Linked DNA regions of Mus musculus: region 1 is linked to region 2. Evidence: chromatin contacts called from public HiCAR-type data. All regions are on one chromosome and are shown on one strand. The core of a region is the stretch at or near the end of the contact, and the rest is flanking DNA. Distances in the headings are between cores, read along the strand shown.

Region 1 (6,280 bases), core at 3,114-5,613, 1.2 Mb before region 2:
GGGGCCAGAAGTCAGGGGCCTGGTAACTTATTTATCTTTTGTTTTGCTTTAAAGTAAAGAAGTGGAAGGAAGGAGAATCAAACATGGAACTGTCAAATCTAGGATCCAATCAACTGGGAAGCGGGGTCACAGGCATTGGGACTTGGGTACTGAGTGTGGAACGGATTCAGTGAGGACTTCTCCATCTTGCCACATAGCACATCCTGAGGAGTGGGGTCCTTCTCTGTGCAGTTTGCTCTTCCCGGCTCTGGTTCCAGTCTGCAGTCACCTGACTCCATGTATCCCCTGATTTTGTTACCACCACAGAAAGAGAAATTATAGCCTTCAAGCCTCCACTTTCTTTCTCTTAGCTATAGCCCTCAAGTTCCAATCTGTCTGCCCATTTAACACAGTTTCTTTGTTGTTGGTGTTTTGTTTTTTGTTTGTGTGTGTGTGTGGGGGGGGGTTGACTCAGAGTGTCAGGGTGGTTATACTAAAAACAAACAAACAACACATAGCAAAAACTACTGTAGCGTTGTGTGTACATTTTATACACAGAGAATTGTAAAGAGTCTTGAATTTTTGATGGGAGGAAAAAAGAAAGAAAAGAAAAACACCCTGGTGGGAACACAAAACAGCACAGAGAACACATAATCGTGACCCTCATAACTGAGATTGCCATGTGTCGTATTAAACGCCACCATTTACCTAGATGTCTTGCTTGATAGAGACAGTGAGATGCCTTACAGATTTTACACAAACACGTCATTCAAAGCCTTGCTGATCTATTTTCTTGTGTATGATGTTTGGTTGGGTCCTTCAAAGGGCTTCAAGGGTTACTTTTATATTTACAAAGACTGAAGATGAAAGCTGTTATTTGAATGCAGCTTTGCATTCGGTGGTACCAAGATGCTTATTAGAAGTGCCCTGATGAGACTGTGGAGTGGCACCTGTGTATCACTCTCCTCTAGTGTGTACTTAGGTGTTCTGGCTGCCTAAGAAGCAGCTTAGCTTTAATGAAAGGATAGTAAACAACATAAATTATAAAAGACATCTGCTAAGGAGATCAAGAAAGGGGAGGAGGAAAAATGTAGGTAATAAAAAGAGAAAGGGGGTGAGAGAGAGAAGAGAGGAGAAAGGAGAAAGAGAGAGGAGAGAGAGGGAGGAGAAAGAGAGGAGAGAGAAGGAGGAGAGAAAGAGGAAAGAGAGAGAGGAGAGAGAGAGAGAGAGAGAGAGAGAGAGAGAGAGAGAGAGAGAGAGAGAGAGAGAGAGAGAAATGCTGGAGTGTGTGTACATGGAGACACTGGGCAGAGAGGAAAGTCTGACAGGCAGAGAACAAAGTGTTTCCAGGGATCTCAAAGAAATGGTGAACCTTAATCACACCCTAATTTTAGGGTATAGCGAACCAACCTCTTTAAGTTCCTCAGGGACATGCACGTACGTAGCTGTGGTTCCTACTGGATTGCCATTGAACATGTAGATGGAGCTGCCTTCATTCTCCTTCATGGGATTTTTTTTTTCCTTGACTCCAGAGCCTATGCAAAACAACAAAAAGACCCTCTCTTGAACTCAGGCAAACTATCCAAAGCTCTTTCTTACCTTTCACAGGGATGGCTTCCTCTCCAACAGCCCATAAGGACTGCTCACTTGGACCCTCCTACACTTTGCTAGCTTATGATTAATTTTAGCAGCCCAGAAGTTGCCAACTTTCATAAACACACCTTTTCAATTACAAGAGTCCTTGTTAAAGGTAAGCTAATAATTTTAGCTACCTCCAGACTATGATTTAACTATGAATATTCCTTTTCCACAGAAAACTAACCTTGTGTATTTCCATCCAAAAAAGCATCTAAAATATTTTTAAATGCTTCAATTATCAATGAAATTTACTTGTACTCTAAAATATCTTAAATATATAGTTTAGCGTTTTATTATCTCATTTCTTTGAAGAGTCAACCTTACTAGTGGCATCGTGCTATTTTATACAGTTCTCACAGCCTGTGATCATTGTTGAAATGTTGAGTTCTCAGGGAAGAAATATTGTGATTCAGTAATGTGATTTGAATGTAAAAGTGTTTCCTATCAATATTGAATTAGAGAAGTCTAGCAAACTAGGAAAAAAAAAGGAAAAAGAAATAAATAATGCCTCACTCCCCCCAAAACATTGTTTCTTGTTGCTGATTATTGATTTTTCTTAGGTTGATTATTGTGTATTTTTTCTTTAAATGTATTTCTCTTATTTTTATTCCCAAAGACTGTGGCTATGGCTGTTTTTCTTCAACGCTATCTTTTTTAAACCTCATAGCCTGTCCTTTTCCTGGATAGTCTGCTTTCAGTGTCTTTTGGATCTGAGCTCTGGGAGGTCTCTGAGGATCCAGCTCAAGAGAGAGAATGACCCTGTTGGCAAGCAGTATGACTCAGGGTATAAACCACTTGACTTGTCCTCCTGGCAGAGGCTCCCCTGGCGTGGGGAGAAGCTGAAGAGGCCTGTTTTCTAGTTGAAAGTTTCCCATCATGCCAGTCTCCTTCAGCCTGTGTCACTAAGGATTCCATTACAGTTAGTAGAGCAGTGGTCAAGGTCGGATAGAGAAAATCAACAGGGCTGAGTAAGCATGGTGTGTATACTTTAAAAAATTTTAAAGCCGAGTCTTGCACTTCAAGATACAGAATGTTGAGATATTATGAGAAGAACACACACCCATAGCTACTGCAGTAGCCCCAGTGCAGAGCCCTGGACTGCTTTATGCCAGTGAACAAGCAAGAGACATAGACCCTCTTAGCATAGTGTGCGCTAAAGTTTGTAAGGCAATAAATATCTCACATCCTTTCCCCTCAGCACATACATCTGCATTTAGAGAGGGAGGTTTCCTCCAGATATTGATCTCCAAAGGTGAGCTGCAACTTGTAGAATTCTTCATGTTCTAGGCAGGAGGACTGAGATGACATCAAAGGCAGATTGCGACGTGGTTTAATTGAGAATAAAAGTTATGCTTCCAGCCAAGCTGGTGTTTGTTTTCCACAAGTGTACTGATGTTTTCAGTCCCCTTTAGGTGGGGGTCACTTTAACACCAAATATGAAGTATGAATTTTGATGACTAATATTAGCAATATCTTTAAGATGCTAATGTCCTTCCCTGTTGATCATAATAGCTAGCCCTAAAATGTGTGTGTGTGTGAATAGAGTTTAGATAAAATAGTTATGCGATTACCTAATAGCCTCATTATCCTTCATGATACTTCTTTTTGAATTCTCAAGTGTTTTGTAATGCCTCTCAGCCTCCCTCCCCTCCCCCTCCCCTCCCTCTTTCCCTCTTTCTTTCTTACCCTGACATTTCCAGAAGCTAAAGAAATTTAAGAATTGCAGGATCTTGTAAAAGGTACAGGAAAGTACAAACTGTGTTTATTTGTTTTTAAATTTGTTATATAATTTAAAAAAAAAGATTCCCAGTGCAATTTCTTGGTCTATTACCCCTGACAGCTACGATTAATTATATTTTAACCTGTTAAGGGCTCACTTTCTCAAGTATATTAAACTAAGTTTTCTGCAAACACTGAACTCATCTGAGTAGTGGGGATGGGTGTCCAGGCAGACAGGAAGAAAAGCACACTCTTTCTCAGTAGACAGCCTTTCTTTGTCTCCCAGCCCTGGCCTTTGCACCTACACATTGCCTGGCATGACGGGGAGGCCAAGCAGATGGCCTTCGCTGTGGAAGCCAGGGCTCTGGGCCCACGAGATGAAACCTGCATGCTTGGGAAGGCTGAGACAGTCGCCAAGGTTTCATGTGTAATAAAGTACTCGCTGCCTCTCCAGTAATGATATCCTGGGGGCTGCTGTGAGGAGGTTCTTTTCACTAGAAACATACTCGTAGGAATTTAATACTATCTTGCTAAACCCTTTGATTGAATAAGGTTTTAATTTTTTAAAAAAAGAATTCTTCTTACTTTGTAGACTCCAAGATGTGAGCAAGTATGAATTCTTACTCTAGGATCAACATCTCTACTAAGCTCGGGATTCTTTTGCCTTCTTAATCACGCGCTTCAACAAATAAAATATCTTACCGTTGCCTGTCTTTTTTCTTTTTTTTTTTTCCCCCTTTTACAGCCTGCCTGAAATACTCTTCGGTTAAATAATATTTGTTAGGCTTTGATGCAATCAAGTGAAATTTGAGTCTTCGGAGCGATTCAGCCTCGCCTCGTGGAGACCGCACATGTGTGTCAGCTTTGAGTTTTTCTCACCAGTGTTTTACACATGAAATCTATTTTTCCTTGAGAAAATGGAATCTTTGTGTCTTTGTCTGGAAGGCTCGCTGTGCTCAGGCGTGTTCCGGCAGGAGCTGTGACTGCCAAGGCCCTGGGGGAGGGGCCTGGCAGTCATTTGTCAGCTGTCCTGCATCTGTAATTTCTGGCCACTCAGCACTATCAGAGTCTTAGAAACGGGGCCCGAAGGGTGGGGGAAAGAGCTTGTCATTGATGAAAGACAAACCCCAAATAACTGCCTGATGTTGATGACCAAAGGGAAGAGAGAGTATGAAAAACTTTTATTGTGTCCTTTAATGAAAAGGATTTTCATTTGAAATAGCTAATTTATGAAATTGCACATGGTAACATTTCCAGATCTCAGTCTAGAAAGGCCGTGTCCATATTGTGTTACCAATTTCACTGCTTTTACCTTGGCAAGCGCTCCTGAAAGTATTTTAATTTTCTGCCATTGACTTCTGGTTATTTCTGCTCTTGTGCCCTTGTAACAAAACTGACAGCACAATTAAACATCTGCATTTTAAAACTGGGTTTCTCCCCTGACTATTTTGCTTTGCTTCTAAAATTTCCAGATGTTTTGGGTTCTTTATGATTTTAATGTATGCAAATACATTTGCTTATACTTTAGAGAAAATGGAGAGGGAAGAGAGGGAGGGGAGGGAGAAGAGAGAGACAAAGACAGAGACACAGGGAGACTGAGAGAAACAGAGACAAGACAGAGTATATACTAACTTGGATTGAGCAGAAGAAAAGCTTAGTAATAATACATCAAGCAGCAAATCAATATTTTCCCCGTTTGTAGATTTACATTAGAATACATTGTGGTCCTTAGCACTTTACTATTTTATTTGAATTTTGCAACTCAGTTTTGTGACTAGAATTCGGGATTCACACCTCGGTGTCCTCATAACTGGGTAGAGGCATGCTACTCTCTGTCTTTTCATTTCAGGGAGAGATAAGTTGAGGGGTAGGAGAAGAAACAATGTATTTCAAATGAGCATATGGCTTTGTGGAACTTAAGGGGATTGTCAGTATCTTGCCGGAAGTGTTTGAACGTGAGGTATAAGAGTGTCCCTAACATTTTAAGGAAGTCCATTTCCCATAATTAATAACAGGAAACTGGTAAACAGATTCTTGTGTACAAGTGAATCCAAACGGTAACATAAACGAAAGCAAGGAAAGACCCAAACGCACCTCGTTCATTTACTCCCAAGGATTATGTTGTGGTATCCAAGTGGTTCAGGCCAGAAAGACTTAGGAGATGTGTGTTGCCATAATCCTTGGGAGTAAATGAGTACTCATTTTCCATTCCTGACTGTCTAGGACATGTGCTAGGGAGAGTGCAGCCATTTCTTCCATAGTCTAAGGTCTGCAAGGGATCTCAGACAACTGACATAGTTAGTAGAAAAATGGCAAGTAATTATGAAGGAAGACAATGTATTATAAAAATATTATTTTAATATGTTTAGGCCCATTTCTACTGTATCCTATGGGAGATGGTAAGACCTAGTAAGGGAATTTGTGTACATTTAAGGTGTTTGGAGAAGTCGATGAGTAGATTTGTGAGTCTCAAACTAAATGCATCATTAATTAGACAGATAACAGGGCAGGGCGATTGACCCACTTCTGCACAGAGCTCTGGGCTAAGCTCTCTGAGAACTGACAGGTCTTTATCTTCTAATTGTATCAAAAAATGGGGACTGTCTGATCCCAGCGCTGACCTTGAAAGCAGCAAACTGAAGTGATATATTGTGTCCCTGGGTTTTGGGGTTTTGTTTTCTTTCTTTCTTTTTTTTTTTTTCTTTTTTTTTTTCAGAAATGTTGAATTCGATCTCAAAGTTTGAAGTTTCAAAAGCAGAATTAGCTGCTTTATTTATATTGAATTTTTAGAGTGAATCATTTCCTCTCTGAAGGGGAACAAAGGCCTGTAAGAGAAAGGCGATTGCCCTGCAAAGGTTAAACATAAGACACAGCCCAACTAAAAGTGCATCCTTACTTCTGTAAGATGGGGAGAAAAAGAAGGAAAGCTAACCAAGGTGAGGGT
Region 2 (6,254 bases), core at 522-3,021:
TTGTATGTGTGTGTGTGTTTGTGAAAATTGGAAGGATTATTTTCAGCGCACACATGAAAATGTACACACACATTATTTCTCTCAATAACTAAATAGGTGTAAAATTACACGCACATTCAAAAATAATAAATGTATCAAGTATGATGGCAGTCACTCTTGAGAGGCAGCGGCAGGAAGATCAAGGTTCAAGGCCAGCCTCCCTTACATGAGACCCTACAGCAATAGAAACATATAAATAAATTCATTTTTTACAATTCCAAAATGATACATCATACCTTAACTCACCTTCAAGCCCCTTTCCAGTTTCCTGTTCAGTTTGTCTTCCTTTGTGGTGGTTATTTTCAGCATAAATGAATTCATATTCATTTCTTGAGTTTTTCCTAAGTCCTACAGGGCATTTGAGAGTCCTCGCACATTCTCCTTCTGGGCTTCAAATGTCATATGCGTTTTGTCAAGAAGCATTCTGAGGGATGGGCTGGGGCTCAATGGGTGGCATGCCTGCCTGGCACTGAGACCAGGGGGTGGGTGGGGGTGGGGATCCCAGGCTCTGCATAAACCCAGAGCAGTGGTTCATGTCTGTAATCCCTGCTTGGGAGATGAAGATGGGAGGGTCAGAAGTTCAAGGCCATCTTCAGCTGCTAGATAAACTCAAGCCCAGCCTGGGCTATATGAGAGCCTACATAATTTTTAAAACAATCCACAGGGCTGGTGAGATGGCTCAGCGGTTAAGGGCACTGACTGTTCTTCCTGAGTTCAATTCCCAGCAACCACATGGTGGCTCACAACCATCTTTTTTTTTTTTTTTCCTTCGAGACAGGGTTTCTCTGTGTAGCCCTGGCTGTCCTGGAACTCACTCTGTAGACCAGGCTGGCCTCAAACTCAGAAATCTGTCTGCCTCTGCCTCTCAAGTGCTGGGGTTAAAGGCATGCGCCACCACTGCTGAACACTCACAACCATCTGTAATGAGATCTGATGCCTTCTTCTAAGGCGTAGTACATAAAATACTACATAAAATAAATATATAAATCTTTAAAACAATCCACAATAACAAAATGCAGAATAAATAAAATTTCAAAGAAGTTGATGGACAAGGCTATTCTAGAATTGACTGTGTAGCCCAGACTGACCTCAAGCTCAGAGACAATTCACCTGCCTCCGCTAAGATTACAGACCTGTACCACACCTGAAAATACACTAACCTTAGTGCTATTTGTGAATTTTATAAATCCGTGGGTGGCTGAGGTTGGGGGAGGGTTGCTTTTGTTTCGTTTTTACCTTTTTGCCCTAAGTAACAGTACATGGGGCCAACATGTCAGAATCTCGCATAAGAAAAGTTCCGAAAAGGAGCCCTTTTCCTTTATGGAGAAATTAAATCAAAGTGTGCTGCACTCCATTTTGGTTGAGTCCGTCGCTCCTTTCCCCCACACCTGGAGCTTTTAAAACAGTCCCCAAGGTATAGACAGATGAAGTGGTCAGGAGAAAAGGCCACCCACCCTGGTCCAGACCCATCAGCCTTCTGGGTCACAGTTAACAGGAAAATACACACACACACACACACACACACACACACACACACACACACACACACCTCGCCCCTGAGAACTAAACAGCAGCTTAGGGAATTTCAAACTGAAACTCATCTGGTCTGTTATCCAATAAAAACATTTTATAAAAACATTTTATAAACGGGAACAACTCCAGGTGTGTCAGGCACTGGGACTAATGGGAGGAGAGAAGTCTAAGAGAGAGTTTGTCCCTGAGCCACAATGGCTCACATTGAAACACCTAACCAGGGAAGCCTGGTGGAAGCTGACAGGAGGACTGCCAAGTACAAGGCTAGCCTGGAGATTTTAGTGATGTCTCAAATTTTATATAAGGGGCAGGGGGAGAACTGTGGAGATGTAGTTCAGTGGTAGAGTACTTGCCTAGTCAGAGACCCTAGGTTCAAATCCCAGCACTGATATAATAAATAACCATTAAACAATTGTGTTGACTCCCGCCTCCACCCGGCTCCCATCGCTCACTCTCTACCCAGGCCCCACACAGCAGGACAACAGGAATACAACAGGGGGATTAGGGTTCAGTTTGTCTCCTGTTGCTCACAACATTTAATGGAAGACTAGACAGAAAACACATTTCCATAAATACTAATTGATTGGTGGCGGATTGACCCACAGAGGTCCTTCTAACAGTAATTATTATCTGAAAGAAGCTGAACTCAGATGCAAATTCCTGGCTCCAGGGTTCTGCCCCGAGGCTATTTTACATTTCAAGGGAGCCTCACAGTTTGAACTGGACTGTGAAAAATGAACCCAAGCAGGCAGGCAAACAGTTTCCAAATTCTATTCTCCCCGAGACATTTGCATCCCTTCTGTTGATATTTGTCAACTGTCACCAGGCCCTCTCTATCTATCATCTTCTCCCTACAGGACAGCTGGCGACACTGAAGGTCCATCTATTTGTTCCATGCTCCCTAATAACAGAAATTTATGGCAACTTTTCAAGGAAAAGAAGCAATAGGCACAATGGGCCTCACCAAGCCCACCAAGCCCTGGTCCCATTGACACTTGACCTCAGACTTGTTTTGGACTTCAGTGAAAGCTTAATTCCATAGCTAAGAATCACAGGTAGCACACGGCATATATCAGTAAGCAATTAAGTTAATCCTGAGCTACATCATTGTCATCAGCCACATTAAGACCCAGAAACAGGGGCTGGAGAAAGATGGCTTGGCGGTTAAGAGCACTGACTGCTCTTCTGAAGGTCCTGAGTTCAAGTTCCATCAACCACATGGTGGTTCACAACCAACTGTAATGGGATCTGACACCCTCTCCTAGTACACCGGAAGACAGCTATAGTATACTTAGATTATAATAATAAATAAATCTTTTTTTAAAAGACCCAGAAATGCTAGACAGTAGGGGCATATACCTTTAATCCCAGCACTCTGAGAGGCAGAGGCAGGCAGATGCGTGAGAGTTGAGATCAGCCTGCTCTACAGAACAAGTTCCAAAACAGCCAGGGCTACACAAAGAAACCCTGGAGGAAGGAGGGACCCAGAATCTTCTGCCTAAAATATTGACATTTAAACTAACTTAAAGATAAAAAAAATGCTAATGTACACATTGTTATGAATTCATAGGAGCTGGAGAGATGGCTCAGCAGTTAGGAGTCTAAAGACCCAGGGTTTAATTCCCAGCACCTACATGGCAGCTCACAACTGTCTATAACTCCAAGATCTGACACCCTGACAGAGACATACATGCAGACAAAACACATAAAATAAAAATAAAAGAATTCATAACAGACATTGGTGGATGTCTCCCTCCATTGGTGGAACCCCTCCAGGGTTCTCGAGAGTTCACAAAAATAAAAAGTAATACAGAAAGTGATACTTAATAATCAAAATTAAAAGCCCTCAGGGGCACAAGTGCAGGACAGCTTCCCTTTTTTTCTGTTCTACACAGCCCTCTGGGGAGCCGAAGACGTGAAAGAGGTCTTTCCGCTGTTGGTTCCAAGAAATGGTTTTGCTTTTGTGAATGAAAAAGTACTTAAAGCCATTCATTACAGATGCTGTTTGAAACTGTGATGCTCGGGAGTAAAGCACTCACCGCAGCTTGGGAGAGTCTGTAAGATTTTACAGTCTGTGCGGACCTTTGGTTCAAGCAACTGAGTATTTTTTTTTTCTCTCACTAACAAAGCGTATCAAATACTGTCGCTCCATATTTGTGACTGCTATTTAATCTCTCTTTATTCTTCCACAGAGATTTTGAGGGCAGTTTGATAAGATACTTTGTCCACAATCTATGCAAGCCAAAGCTAGGTTGCTAATGGGATCTAAAAATTACATTTCACTCCTCAAATTTATTTGAGGTCCAGAAGATGGGGGGCATGGGGGCTGGGAGATGACGGTTGATGTCTATGCTGCCACCTGTTGGCCATATGAGGAAATACACAGCAAGGGAAGAAAGGGCTCTATTTGTATTCATAACCTATTTATATTCTGGTCCATAAATGTTCCATAGATGCTGGGGAAGGGAGCTCACAGACCACTTAGGGGATATTGCAAAGGCCTGGACCTGTCTCCAGAAAAACGAATGAAAATAACACAACATACATATTTTAAATAAAACCTTTTTTAGAAAGATTTCTTTAGTTTATGTCTATGAACGTTTTCCTCACATGTGTGTCTATGCACCACATGCATGCCTGGTGCTCTCCGAAGTCTGAGAGGACATTGTATCCTTAGAACTAGAGTTATGGCCAGTTGTCAGGTGCTGTGTGGTTGCAGGGACAGCGAGTTCTCTTAACCACTGAGCTGTCTCTCCGATTCCCACAATAGATTTTTGTAGACAAATATGGACAGCCCAAAGTCCCTCGGTATACCCAAGCAAAGCAACCTCATTGTTTTGTGCTGTAGGGAGAAAAATCAGTACAAATAAATCATACATCCTGGGACAATAATTTAAATACAAGATTATTCTTGGAAATTATTTTCTTTTTTCTTTCTTTCTTTCTTTCTTCTTCTTTTTTTTTTTAAACACTAAATGTTTTTTGGTTCAAATCTGGTGGTTAACTACTGAAAGAAAAAAAGAAAAACAAAACAAAACCCTTTAACCTTGTCCCACAGTCAGAGAGAGTTGCATTTCTGGGGTAAATTGGATGGGAATGGCTTGTGGGTGTTCTGGGTTGTGTCTCCATCTGCTTCTGACAGGCTCTGGATCTTGGATCACCATGAGATAGTAACGAGGGTGTGAGGATTCGTGGTTTCATGGTTTGTTTAGCTTGTAGAAATGCCTTCTCTGTTTACACAGTGTAGGTTACACAGAGCCATCATCGTCTCTGACACTGTCTTCTCTAGTGCCGGGGATGAAACCCAAGCTCTTCCTTAAGCACTAGGCAAGCACTGACCACAGGAGCCAGCTGCTGAGATGGTTTGAATGTTCTCCAGTGATCTCCAAATCTGGAGACTTTCACTCTTGCATCCCCCCAAGAAGCTATTTTTTCCCCCATGTCTTGTCTAGAAGAGAGACTTACTCAGTCCTTGGAGCATCTTAGAACTGCCCAAAATAGCCCTCCTGGTTTCTTCCTCTATGGTGTGAGTGACAGGCTCCATAAGGAGTAGCGACTGGTCTTGTCCATCCTGAACATTCGTCCTGCCCTGAACATGATCCACATGAAGTTAAAATGTTTATGCATAGCCATGGAAACCGTTACCAGAGTGAAGAGACAAGCTTCAAAATGGGAGGAAAATGTTACCCCCCTATCTACTGAGCAAGAGATTGATATCCAGAATCTGGAAAGAAAAAGAGACACATGAAAATTTTCAGTCAGTAGAAGGGCAGATTATGTCAAGAGCTCATGGTACAGGTGTGTGATCAACTACTCAGCAGACTGACGCAGAACTGCCTCATGGTCAAGGCCTACCTGGGCTATAGAATGGGTTCCAACCATCCAGGGATACAGAGCAAGACCCTGTCTAAAAAGAGAAAAGAAAACAAACGCGCCTCTATGTCATGCCATGAAGAATGGCTATCACCCAGAAAACAGATCACAACAAATACTAGCGAGGAAGGAAGGATGCTTACACTATAGAGATGGATGTAACGTGACCAAGCTTCTCTGGAAGCCAGTATGGGCATTCCTTGAAGAATGAAGAGAAAAGCCAGGAGGTGCACGCCTATAATCCCAGCACTCTGGAAGCAGAGGCAGGTTGATCTCTGTGAGTTCAAGATCCACCTGGTCAACAAAGTAAGTTCCAGGACAGTCAGAGAAACTCTGTCTTGGAGAAAAAAAAAAAAAAAAAAGGGTAATGGAGGTGGAATATAATCAAAGAACATGACACACATATGAAAATGTCACAATCCAGCTCATTAATTTGTATAGTAAATTCATACTATTTTTGAAAATAGAAATATGAACATCATCCTTTTGTGTAGTATGTGTGTCCCGACCGGCTACCAGCGCCCTGCAGACTCCTGACAGACAAAGCAGCAAGCTCTCACAGCGTCACCGCTGCCTGCTTCTGGGTGGCTTCAGGGGGTTTTCTGTTTTATTAATGTAATAAAATGTAGCTTTCAGAGTTATCTACAGTATGTAATTACAAATGCATGTTATTGATATTACCAGCGTGATGCTTGAGTTTGCTTTTCCAGTAATAGAAACTCTGCATTTTATGCATTAATTATACAAAGGATTAATGATGGCTTACACAAGTCTGTCTACATGAAGACAGTGCCGAAGCAATTACACTG

The links. HiCAR-type assays count read pairs that join an accessible place to other places.
Region 1: a HiCAR-type map of astrocytes shows a contact between it and region 2, with 2.9 times the contacts expected there. The contact joins two enhancer-like sites. A contact is called at or near these places in 1 of 39 promoter capture datasets (cranial neural crest) and 2 of 115 datasets of contacts at active chromatin or transcription factors (astrocytes and large pre-B cells).

The regions. Positions count from the first base shown.
Region 1 is chr1:137,926,149-137,932,428 of GRCm38.p6, reverse strand. Gm4258 (a long non-coding RNA gene) reads right to left here. Exons shown (of 3, transcript XR_003948014.1): 2 at 1-6,280. Among named protein-coding and RNA genes, the nearest start is that of Gm4258, 31 kb to the right of the region's middle. Within about 2 kb of position 4,363, at least 141 of the 459 cell types and tissues checked have an H3K27ac peak or open chromatin away from gene starts, as enhancers often do. A contact at or near this core is called in astrocytes, where this site is marked.
Region 2 is chr1:136,724,013-136,730,266 of GRCm38.p6, reverse strand. It overlaps Platr22 (pluripotency associated transcript 22), which reads right to left. Exons shown (of 5, transcript NR_037986.1): 3 at 5,589-5,696; 4 at 5,428-5,475; 5 at 4,539-5,296. Among named protein-coding and RNA genes, the nearest start is that of Platr22, 31 kb to the right of the region's middle. Within about 2 kb of position 1,771, at least 12 of the 459 cell types and tissues checked have an H3K27ac peak or open chromatin away from gene starts, as enhancers often do. A contact at or near this core is called in astrocytes, where this site is marked.